Linked DNA regions of Mus musculus: region 2 is linked to region 1. Evidence: chromatin contacts called from public HiChIP or PLAC-seq data. All regions are on one chromosome and are shown on one strand. Each heading gives the region's core, a stretch centred on a gene start, on an enhancer-like site or on the middle of the called end of the contact. The rest is flanking DNA. Distances are from core to core; before and after follow the strand shown.

Evidence for each region. HiChIP or PLAC-seq counts read pairs in DNA pulled down with a chosen protein or histone mark.
Region 2: a contact with region 1 is called in an H3K27ac HiChIP or PLAC-seq map of extraembryonic endoderm stem cells. The contact joins the promoter of 4732419C18Rik here to the promoter of Def8 in region 1. A contact is called at or near these places in 3 of 115 datasets of contacts at active chromatin or transcription factors (embryonic stem cells, extraembryonic endoderm stem cells and pancreatic cancer cells).

Annotation. Positions count from the first base shown.
Region 1 is chr8:123,440,008-123,444,709 of GRCm38.p6, reverse strand. It overlaps Def8 (differentially expressed in FDCP 8), which reads right to left and starts at 1,754. Exons shown (of 12, transcript NM_054046.5): 1 at 1,659-1,754.
Region 2 is chr8:123,752,874-123,757,488 of GRCm38.p6, reverse strand. It overlaps 4732419C18Rik (RIKEN cDNA 4732419C18 gene), which reads left to right and starts at 3,261. Exons shown (of 3, transcript NR_166622.1): 1 at 3,261-3,431.

The DNA.
Region 1 (4,702 bases), core at 505-3,004:
ACCCTGTCTGGAAAAAACCAAAAACCAAAAACCAAAAAAAAAAAAAAACCAAAAAAGAATGTATTGGGCTGGACAGAGAGAGATGGCTCAGTGGTTAGGACCACTGACTGTTCTTCTGAAGGTCCTGAGTTCAAATCCCAGCAACCACATGGTGGCTCACAACCGTCCATAATGAGATCTGAAGCCCTCTTCTGTAGTGTCTGAAGACAGCTACAGTGTACTTACATATAATAAATAAATAAATCTTAAAAAAGAAAGAAAGAAAGAAATCAATTGCAGCCCTACTCTCTTGCCCAAGACTGAGCGGAAGGACGAGTGTGTGGTTTGGTAACAACAGAAACTGGGAGTTGCTGCTGGGCAGTCACCGACGCCATGTGGTGACCAGCCCAGTCTAAAGGAACTGGGTGGAGCCCACAGGAGCCCCTTCCAGACGCCTTCTCTGGAAACCTCCCGATGGTTTAGAATATAGTCAGAGGGACAGGGAGACCTTGACCAGAGCTTGCCCTCCACTCTCCTCTGGGCTACCTTTCCCAGGAAAATGGCTCCCTTATGTATGTCCTGACTGGCACTGCCACCACCTGACCAGGAACAAAAGCAAGGAATGAATTAAGCAATGGAGCCATTTAACCCATCTTCCTGGTTTGTCTGGAACCAGTTTGGAGAACCATATTGCTCTTTCAGCTGAGTACGAATAGACAGCACCTCAGCCCAGCCCAGGCTGCAGGAAGCAACAGCCGGCTTTGAGTAGGACCCCATCTCCTATTTCCCCACCAGCCTTACAGAGATCTGCACCCAGAATCCGTGGTTGGCCTCAGGAAAGATACTCAAGAAAGGACAAAAAAAAAAAAAAAAAAAAAGAAAACTGTTCCATCCAGCCCCTGCAGAGGTCTCTCCTAAATCGAATAATAATTACAACTTGACAACTGAAACCCTCAGAGTAAGACCAAGGGTCTGTGGTACATCAGAGGCACTGGGTGAAAGTTCAAGACAGATTATGGTGAATAAGAGCCCGCCTCCGGTGTGTTACTTTAGCCACCAAAAAGTGCTAGTCCAAGGGCCACAGGAGTCCAAAGTACATCCTATTTGCTCACACCCTTAAAAAGGATGGACAGGCAATCCAGGCCAAGCAGGACCAGTGTTAATAATTCTCAACTACCCCAGAAGGCGCAACAAAGCGCACCTCACATTTCTACCCGCTATAACGTGAATTCATTCTGAGGATGCGACTGTCCCCACTGGGGCAGGTCTCTACGACCTTCCTCACCCATTTCATAGTTGTGAAACCGAAGGCTCAGAAAAGCTCAACATAGCAGAAGGCGAGTCCCTGCGGGTCCTTGGGCCGGGAGTCCCATACTCAGGCTCTGAAGCCACCCGGTGATTGGGGGTGGGGGTCGGCATCTGTGGACGCTAAGCTCTGCCCTACGTACTGCGGGGACCAATGAGGTCACCAAGGCCTTGCGCACAGCGGAGAGCCAGCAGGCGGCAGCCGGGAGCTGGACGTCTTGCTTGAGGCCTCTGCCAGTTCTGCACCATGAGTGCGTGGGTCAGAAGCCCGATCCCGGAGTCCGACCAGTGGCGATTGCATGCTGAGATCTGGACCCTCGCCTGCTTTCCCACCAGACCCCCCCGACACCTACAGAGACCGCTTTCTGGCTTACCTGGCTGCCGCTACATTGTACCGGACCGGCTGGCTACACTGTAGTTCGCCGCCGCTGATACACTGTACCGGCTCCTCCGCCCGCTGCTGCCGCCTCCGGCCAGGAGGTTCATGACACCGATTGCCCTGCTGGCTCGCTGGAGCACCTCCAAGTCTCCTGCTTCTGGTCCATAGAGTCCATTACCTTTGCCCTGAGTCTTTTCTCCTGAGTTCCCCCACCCCCACGCCTTAGTAATTGCATTCAAGGGAATGGTTCCACAGTGGTAACCCCTCAATGTCCCCACATCCCCAACACTGACATTCAGCTGTCCCCAGGACACCACCATCGAGACATTTAAGGTGCGTCTCAAGCTCCAAAGGTCCTATCTGAGAAAACAACAATAACACCACACACACACATCACACCACATACACACACACTACACACCACACACTCATACACACGACACACACACGACATACCACATACACACCACACACTCACTATACACACTACACACATACTATACACACCATACACATACACACACACCTCATACACACATGACACACTACATACACACTACACACACCACACACACTACACACACCACACATACACATCACACAACATAACACTACACACACCACACGCACATCAAACCACATACACACACAGAGACATACACACACCACACACCTAACACACCTCTGTCTGATAGTGAATAAATCATTCCCACCTGAGGCCAACCTTCAGTGCGTTCCTGATCACATTCCTTTGTCTGATCTAACTTCCACCGGACTCAGGACCAGCCCTTCTTCCCCACCCCACGGTGACACCACAGCCATGACAGCCTCAGCACCCTCAGACTCCCTCTGCACCTCAAGCCCAGCAGTTGGAGGATCCCAGGGAAGAAGTCTGCCTCAGACTTCACCTCCCAGCTCTCTCACCAGACTTCACCCTCCTTACCCCTAACAGGCCAGGTCCACACTTAGGCCTCTCTGGCTCAGCCTTTAGGATACAGTCTTTCCTAACCACAGCCAAATGTCTCTCCTAATACTTCCTCCTCATCTGTGAGCAGAGATATCGGAGAGGCACTCGTTACTGTCTGATGACTCTCCTCTGACATTTCTACTGACTCTTTGTTCCTCATCCCAAAGGCTAAGAGCTAAAGGCAAGTGTTTTGGATTATTACTTCTGTGCTAGAAGGCCTATACCAGTGCTTGTGATATGAGCCAATATCTGTACTAGCACTGGGCCCTCACCTTCACAGAGAGTCAAGGATGGAGCCACGTCTGCCTGTCTTCATTACTATGAGTCTTGACAGTTTCTCCGTTGATGCAACAGCACTTTTTCTTTTCTTTTCTTTTCTTTTTTTTTTTCTTTTCTTTCTTTTTTTTTTTTTTTTTGGTTTTTCGAGACAGGGTATCCCTGTGTAGCCCAGGCTGTCCTGGAACTCTGTAGACCAGGCTGGCTTCGAACTCAGAAATCCACCTGCCTCTGCCTCCCGAGTGCTGTGATTAAAGGCGTGCGCCACCACGCCCAGCATGCAACAGCACTTTTATTGAGTACAACTATATGCCATGCTCAGGCACATCACCAGAAAATGATCAGGACAAGACTTGAGGAGGCTGCATTGCCCAAGGACCAGACAGACAAGTAGAAAAGGCAAATGGATCAGGTGTGTGCTGAAGGACACAGAGGCTAGTAAGGCGGGGCCTGAGATTAGATAGTGAGGCTGGACGTCTGACTTAAGATTCAAAAGGAAATGAGTTGACACACACTTAGAAAATGACATTTGAAGAATGTGGCATCTTAGTCCCTGTTCTTTTGCTGCGAAGAGACACCATGACCAAGGCAACGGTTACAAAAGAAACCATTTCACTGGGGAATTGCTTATAGTTTCAGAGGCAGGCATGGTGCTAGAGTAGTAGCTAAGCACTTGCATCCTGATTCACAGTTGGAGGCAGAGACAGGGAGACAGACAGATAGACAGACAGACAGACAGACAGGACCTGGCCTGAGCTATTGAGACCTCAAAAACCACCCCGAGGGTAAATACCTCTCAATCATTTCTAAAACAAGTTCTATGCACTAAGTACAAAAAATTCAAATGTATGAACCCTGAGACCATTCCCATTCAAACCACCACAGACAGGAAAGCCTGTAACTCCAACAGTTCAAAGGCAGTGATAGGAATACTGGAAGTTCAAGACAAGGCTTAGCTACATGAGAGTTCAAGACTACTTTGGATTACAGGAGACACTGTCCCATTAAAAAAAAAAGCAAAAAGTAAAGGAAAATTGTAGCGGTTTGAATGAGAACGGCTCCCATAGGCTTGTAAATTTAAATGCTTAGTCATCAAGGACTGGAACTACTTGAGAAGGATTAGAAGTGTGGCCTTATTGGAGTGAGTGTGGCCTTCTTGGAAGGAGGTGTGTCACTGAGGGTGGGTTTTGGGATTTCAAAAAACCCAAGCCAATCCCGGTGTCTCACTCTTCTTGCTGCCTGAGGATCCAGATAGAGATCTCTTGGGTCCTTCTCCAGCACCATGTCTTCCTGCATGCCACCATGCTCCCCTCCATGATGAAAATGGACTAAACCTTTATTGCAGGATATTTGATCACATTGTGAATCCCAAGGTTGTGTTATTTACTGGAGAAACATTTTTTTCTTCTAATTGATGTGTGGCTCAGCTCTTAACACATACCTTTAATCTCTCTGGCTAGAGTACAGACATGCCCTTAGTACACACCTTTAATCCCAAACAATGAAGCCAGATCAGAGAATAGGATCTGCTCAACTCTTCCAAGAAGAGAGAGGAAAGTGAGGCAACATAAAAGGGAGCAGTACAAAGAGAAGAGAAGAGAAGAGAAGAGAAGAGAAGAGAAGAGAAGAGAAGAGAAGAGAAGAGAAGAGAAAGAGAGAGAGAGGGGGGGGGGGAGGAGGCGGTTTTACTGAGACAGTTGTACAGAGACAGGTTGCAGACTGAGAACAAACTAGACACAGGTGAAGACAGAACAAGCCAGAGAAGGAGCAAGAAGATCAGAGCAGCAGACAGAACA
Region 2 (4,615 bases), core at 2,012-4,511, 310 kb before region 1:
AATTTGAACACGGGCTGGCATAACCTGGGGTGTGCTGTAGGAACAGTATTCATACTTACTATAGAACTAAAACCACAAACCATCGGATTCACATTCTTTTAGGGCATGGGGTGGGGGGTGGGGGGAGGAGACAATGTCCTTCCAAGGATACAAAGTTGCAGCCAGGCTCCTTCCAAAGATACAAAGTTACAGCCAGGTGAGATGAGTCGACTTAGCTCAGCCCCGGGTCTGGAGTGAAAGGTAGGGCACTGTATAGAAAAGATCTACTGGATTGCAGGTGATTTTACCACACACAGATAAAGGAAGGTGACTGCAGGACAAGCTGCCTGGCCTGCCTCCAGCAGTAAGTTGCTTCACTGCACAAATGAAGGGAAGAATCAACAAACCAAACTGCCAGGCTGCACCCCTAAGAAGGAAAACAGGTATGCGCGCTCTCTCTCATTTTAGTGTGTGTGTGTGTGTGTGTGTGTGTGTGTTTGCCCTACCCCCCACCCCTGAGCGCACGAGTGTGCAGATCAGAGAACAGCCTACAGGAATTGGTTTTCTCCTTCCACCACGTGAGCCTTAGGAATAGGATTCGGGCACCTTTCCCTGTTGAACCATCTTGCTAACTGGGTATTAGAAAGCTTTAGATTAAATCTGTGGCAGTATAATGAATTCAGACAGACTACACGGTCAAAAAAATAAATAAATGTCAAAATGTAATTTTAAGAAGGGAAGCTGACCATAAACTGCTAACTGCAGTGTGAAGCCACTTACAGAGTTTTTAAAACTTCGCAGAGCAGCAGCTTACGGCTCTGAACACACAGAGCTAGCAGTGTTAAACCACCAAAAGCATGAGAACAATACTCAGACGTCGTCAGATTATTCAACCTTCCCGCCTGCTCTCTGAGCCGGCTCCCTTCTGATTCCCGTTGGCCGAGCCTAACCCGAGTGAGAGTCAGAGCCTGGCCAGGAAGCGTTGACTTGGGTGAGGGTCTGATCTCTCCTGCTGAAGTAGGGACAGCTCAATGAGCAGATCTTGGCTGAGACTGGTCAGGCAGGTCTAAGAGAGAGGCCTAGGCTCTCAGGTGACACAGTATGCCCCCTACTGCGGTGATCTGATTGTACCATCATGGCCACTGTACAGAAAGGGAGAAGATGGTCTGTGAACTTTAGAGAGAGATGAGCCTGCTATGAGAGCCTGCCTCTCAGTCAGATCCCAGGCAGGACTTGGAGAAGGTCAAACAAACCTTGGGAGCCTCTCTGGTCCTTCTTGTACCAGGTTACCTCCCAGGGACCTTGTTAAGAATCTAAAACAGTGGATCTCAACCTGTGGGTGGTGATCTCTTTTGCATATGAGTTATCCTGCGCGTCAGATATTGATTGACATTATGATTCATAACAATAGCAAAATTACAGTTATTAAGTAGCAACAAAGATAGTTTTATTGTTGGGGCTCACTACAACATATTAAAGAGTGGGTCCCAACATTAGGAAGGTTGAGAACCACTACTCTAGAACATAGAATGGTTCAGAACCAAGAGCTTACCTGCTATGGGAAATCCTGGAGATTCCAGGTCATGATTCCACCCACCCGCCTGCCTGGTTGTGGACTGAGTGGAGCCAGCCGGCCCTTGGGGAGGAGGCTGTGTACACCGTGGTGCTTCTTGTTCCTGCTTCTGGAGTCTCAGGAAAAGGGGAGCTTCCAGCTCCTTCCCCGAGTCTTTTTTTCCTTAGTGTTTTGTGTCCAGGTAGCTACCCACTTCAGACAGCTACTTTATCTACTTTTACCCCATTTATTTATTTTATGTATGTGAGTACATTGAATTTTAGGGCCTTTGCTCCCTCTCGTCGGGCCCCCACTCGCTCAAAGCCAGATTTATTTATTATTATAATGTACACTGTAGCTGACTTCAGACACACCAGAAGAGGGCGTCAGATCTCATTGTGGATGGTTGTGAGCCACCATGTGGTTGCCGGGATTTGAACTCAGGACCTTAGGAAGAACAGTCAGTGCTCTTAACCGCTGAGCTATCTCGCCAGCCCAACATGCCAGTTTGGATAAACATACCAAGGGGTTCATTCCAGGGTTCCTGTGGGAAAGGCTCTGAAACTTTGATCCGTGTCTCAGAACAAAAGGAGTCATGCAGAAGGTAAAGAGCTGCAGCAAGATCTATGGCAGAGGGCTGTCTCAAATGCTCATGGCCCTCCTGTGGCTAGACTCCATCGGGGAGCAAAGAGCAACCAGAACCTGTCCTTCAACCTCAGGAGCCACCACCTGCTGCTTCTTACAGTCCTCTTGGAGTGTAGATTATCTTTCTCAGCCCCCTCAGCCCACAAAGAACAGACCTACAGTAGGGGAGCACCTGACCTCTGAGTCACACACAGACTTAGAAAGACTCGGCTGGTTTCCCTGCCCCACTTTGTCTTTGGGGCTGGTGGAGGAGACCTGGGCCCCGGTCATGGTGATTCATTTTGAGCTCCTTACCGGGCAGAGTGGCTCTCACAGTGACACAGGCTACAGGGTTGGCTTGGGATGGGCTGCAGTAGAAGGCCCTGCAGCATCTCTTCCTCGTCCCGTGGTGACTTACTCTACTAAAATCTTCTCTGAGGGCAGGGCCCGACCTAATTGTAAGTTGTCATGGAAGCATGTCAAGAGGAAGAGGAACAATGATCTGGTCCAGGCAGATGTGATGCTGAGGGAGTCACTGACATCACAGCCAAGGACCCCAGAGGGCTGAAAGCCTCGGGCACACTCAGCTGTGTCTCACTCCGTGGGAAACATTCCGCCCAGAGAAGAGGGTGTGGCCTCAGGTCCCCAGAAGCCCTTACCTGTCTGTCAACAGCGTCTCATCATCATATCCTCTGTGGGGTGTTTCTCATTCATTCATTCATTCATTCATTCATTCATTCATTCATTCTTCAGCAAATGATTGCTGAGAGCCTACCGTGTGGTGGCTGTTTTGCTCCGAGAGTAGACACACCGTCTGTGGTGGATTTGTATTGACGGACACTGTGGTAAACTGAGGCTGCACAGGAAGCCAGGTGAGGAATCCTTTTCGGGAGCTGACGCATACACTGGTCTGCACTTGATACAGATCTACACAAGAGATGGCGCGAGCAAAACGCCTTGGGGAGGTGAGAGTCTCGGTGAGGTTGGAGGACTGACCCGGAAGCTGTGTGTCAAGAGGGTGAAGGGCAGAGGGCGGCTACACAGGCCTGAGCTGCGGCTCGGTCTTTAACCACAGTGTGAAATCACTGGTGGATTAGGAACAGGAGAGAGGCTGATTTGCATATTAAAAAGATTGCCCAGCTGCTGGGTGAAGACTGCCTTTTAAAGGCGCAAAAAATAGAAATAGGAAGACCAGCTAGGGAGGGAGCGGCTCAGCAACGCAGACAGGAAATAATCACTGTTATTATCTGCAGTCCTCCAGAGGAGCTCACAGCAGGTAGGAACGCCGCGTGCTCGTTTGCGGAGTGAATTTTCGGAGTGAAAGGTACAAAAGCCTTTTCTGCCGTTCTGTCTTTGAAACTTCAGAGCAGCGCTGGGATGGATTAGGGTCGTGTTCTTGGGCTAAAATGAGTCTCCAAGGCACTGGTCCTAGGTAAGGTAAGGCTCTGTTGGGAGCTGAGAGCTTGCTTTTACTCTAGGCCTCCTGACCTATCTGGGCTCTGTCCATTCCTGGAACCCCCCTAGGCAAAGTTTCCCAGGCCAGAAGGAAAGAGTGCAGTGACAGAACTAGGTAGTCAAGGCCCAGAGTCCTGCTGACCAGAGCCTAGGTGCTAAGTTCTCCTGGTGCTATGCCTGTGTATGGAGAACACAGTATGATGTGGTCTGGCTTCCAAGAGCCTAAAATCTAACCAGAAACAAATGGGAGCCTCAATAAATAATTTAAGAACGTCTTGAAAATTAAAAGGCACACACACAAATAACTCTAGGAGGAAGCCAGGGTTTTTCCTCGGGACAAATGGGCCTGAATACTATTTTGAAGGCTGTGTTTTCACTTGGACCTTGATGGTCCCTGGGGCAGTTGCTGGCCTGCTAACAAGGTCACCCATATCATTTGATCCACGCTATACTGAAGCAGTCCTTACCCGCTGCCCGGCAAAGTCCTTCCATACTTAGTGTCTAATACAATGGCTGCTTTGTTGACCCCATGAGTTCTGTGCCTCAGGAATTTGGAAGGTCGGGAGTGGGGATGGCTGGGCTCTGACTCAGCATCAGCATGTGAAGCCTCAGTTTTGAATGCCACTGGCTAGGTGCCAGGACCCGAGACCCTCTGACAACTACATGCCAGGCGATCAGGCTGGGGAGATGCCAAGGCTGAGCTGAACCAGCTGCTCTTCAGTGTGTTTCTGTGGGGTCTCTCCATGGCCTGGGGTCGCCTCACAGCATCGGAGCTCCAGGAAGTTTTGCCTCAACCACATGAATCAGAGCTACTGAGACAGCAGAAGCCACTTGGCTTTTAGGTCCCACCTGAAGGCATCTCTACCTGTCGCTGCTGCAGCACAGCATAGCACAGTACACACTGGTGTGTGTGCACCCACATCAGGTGGCTTCCAGGGCCCTGCCACACACTGGAAGGAACGTCAGTGTTCACAGTCTAGTGAAAACCATGGGAAGGTTTAATGA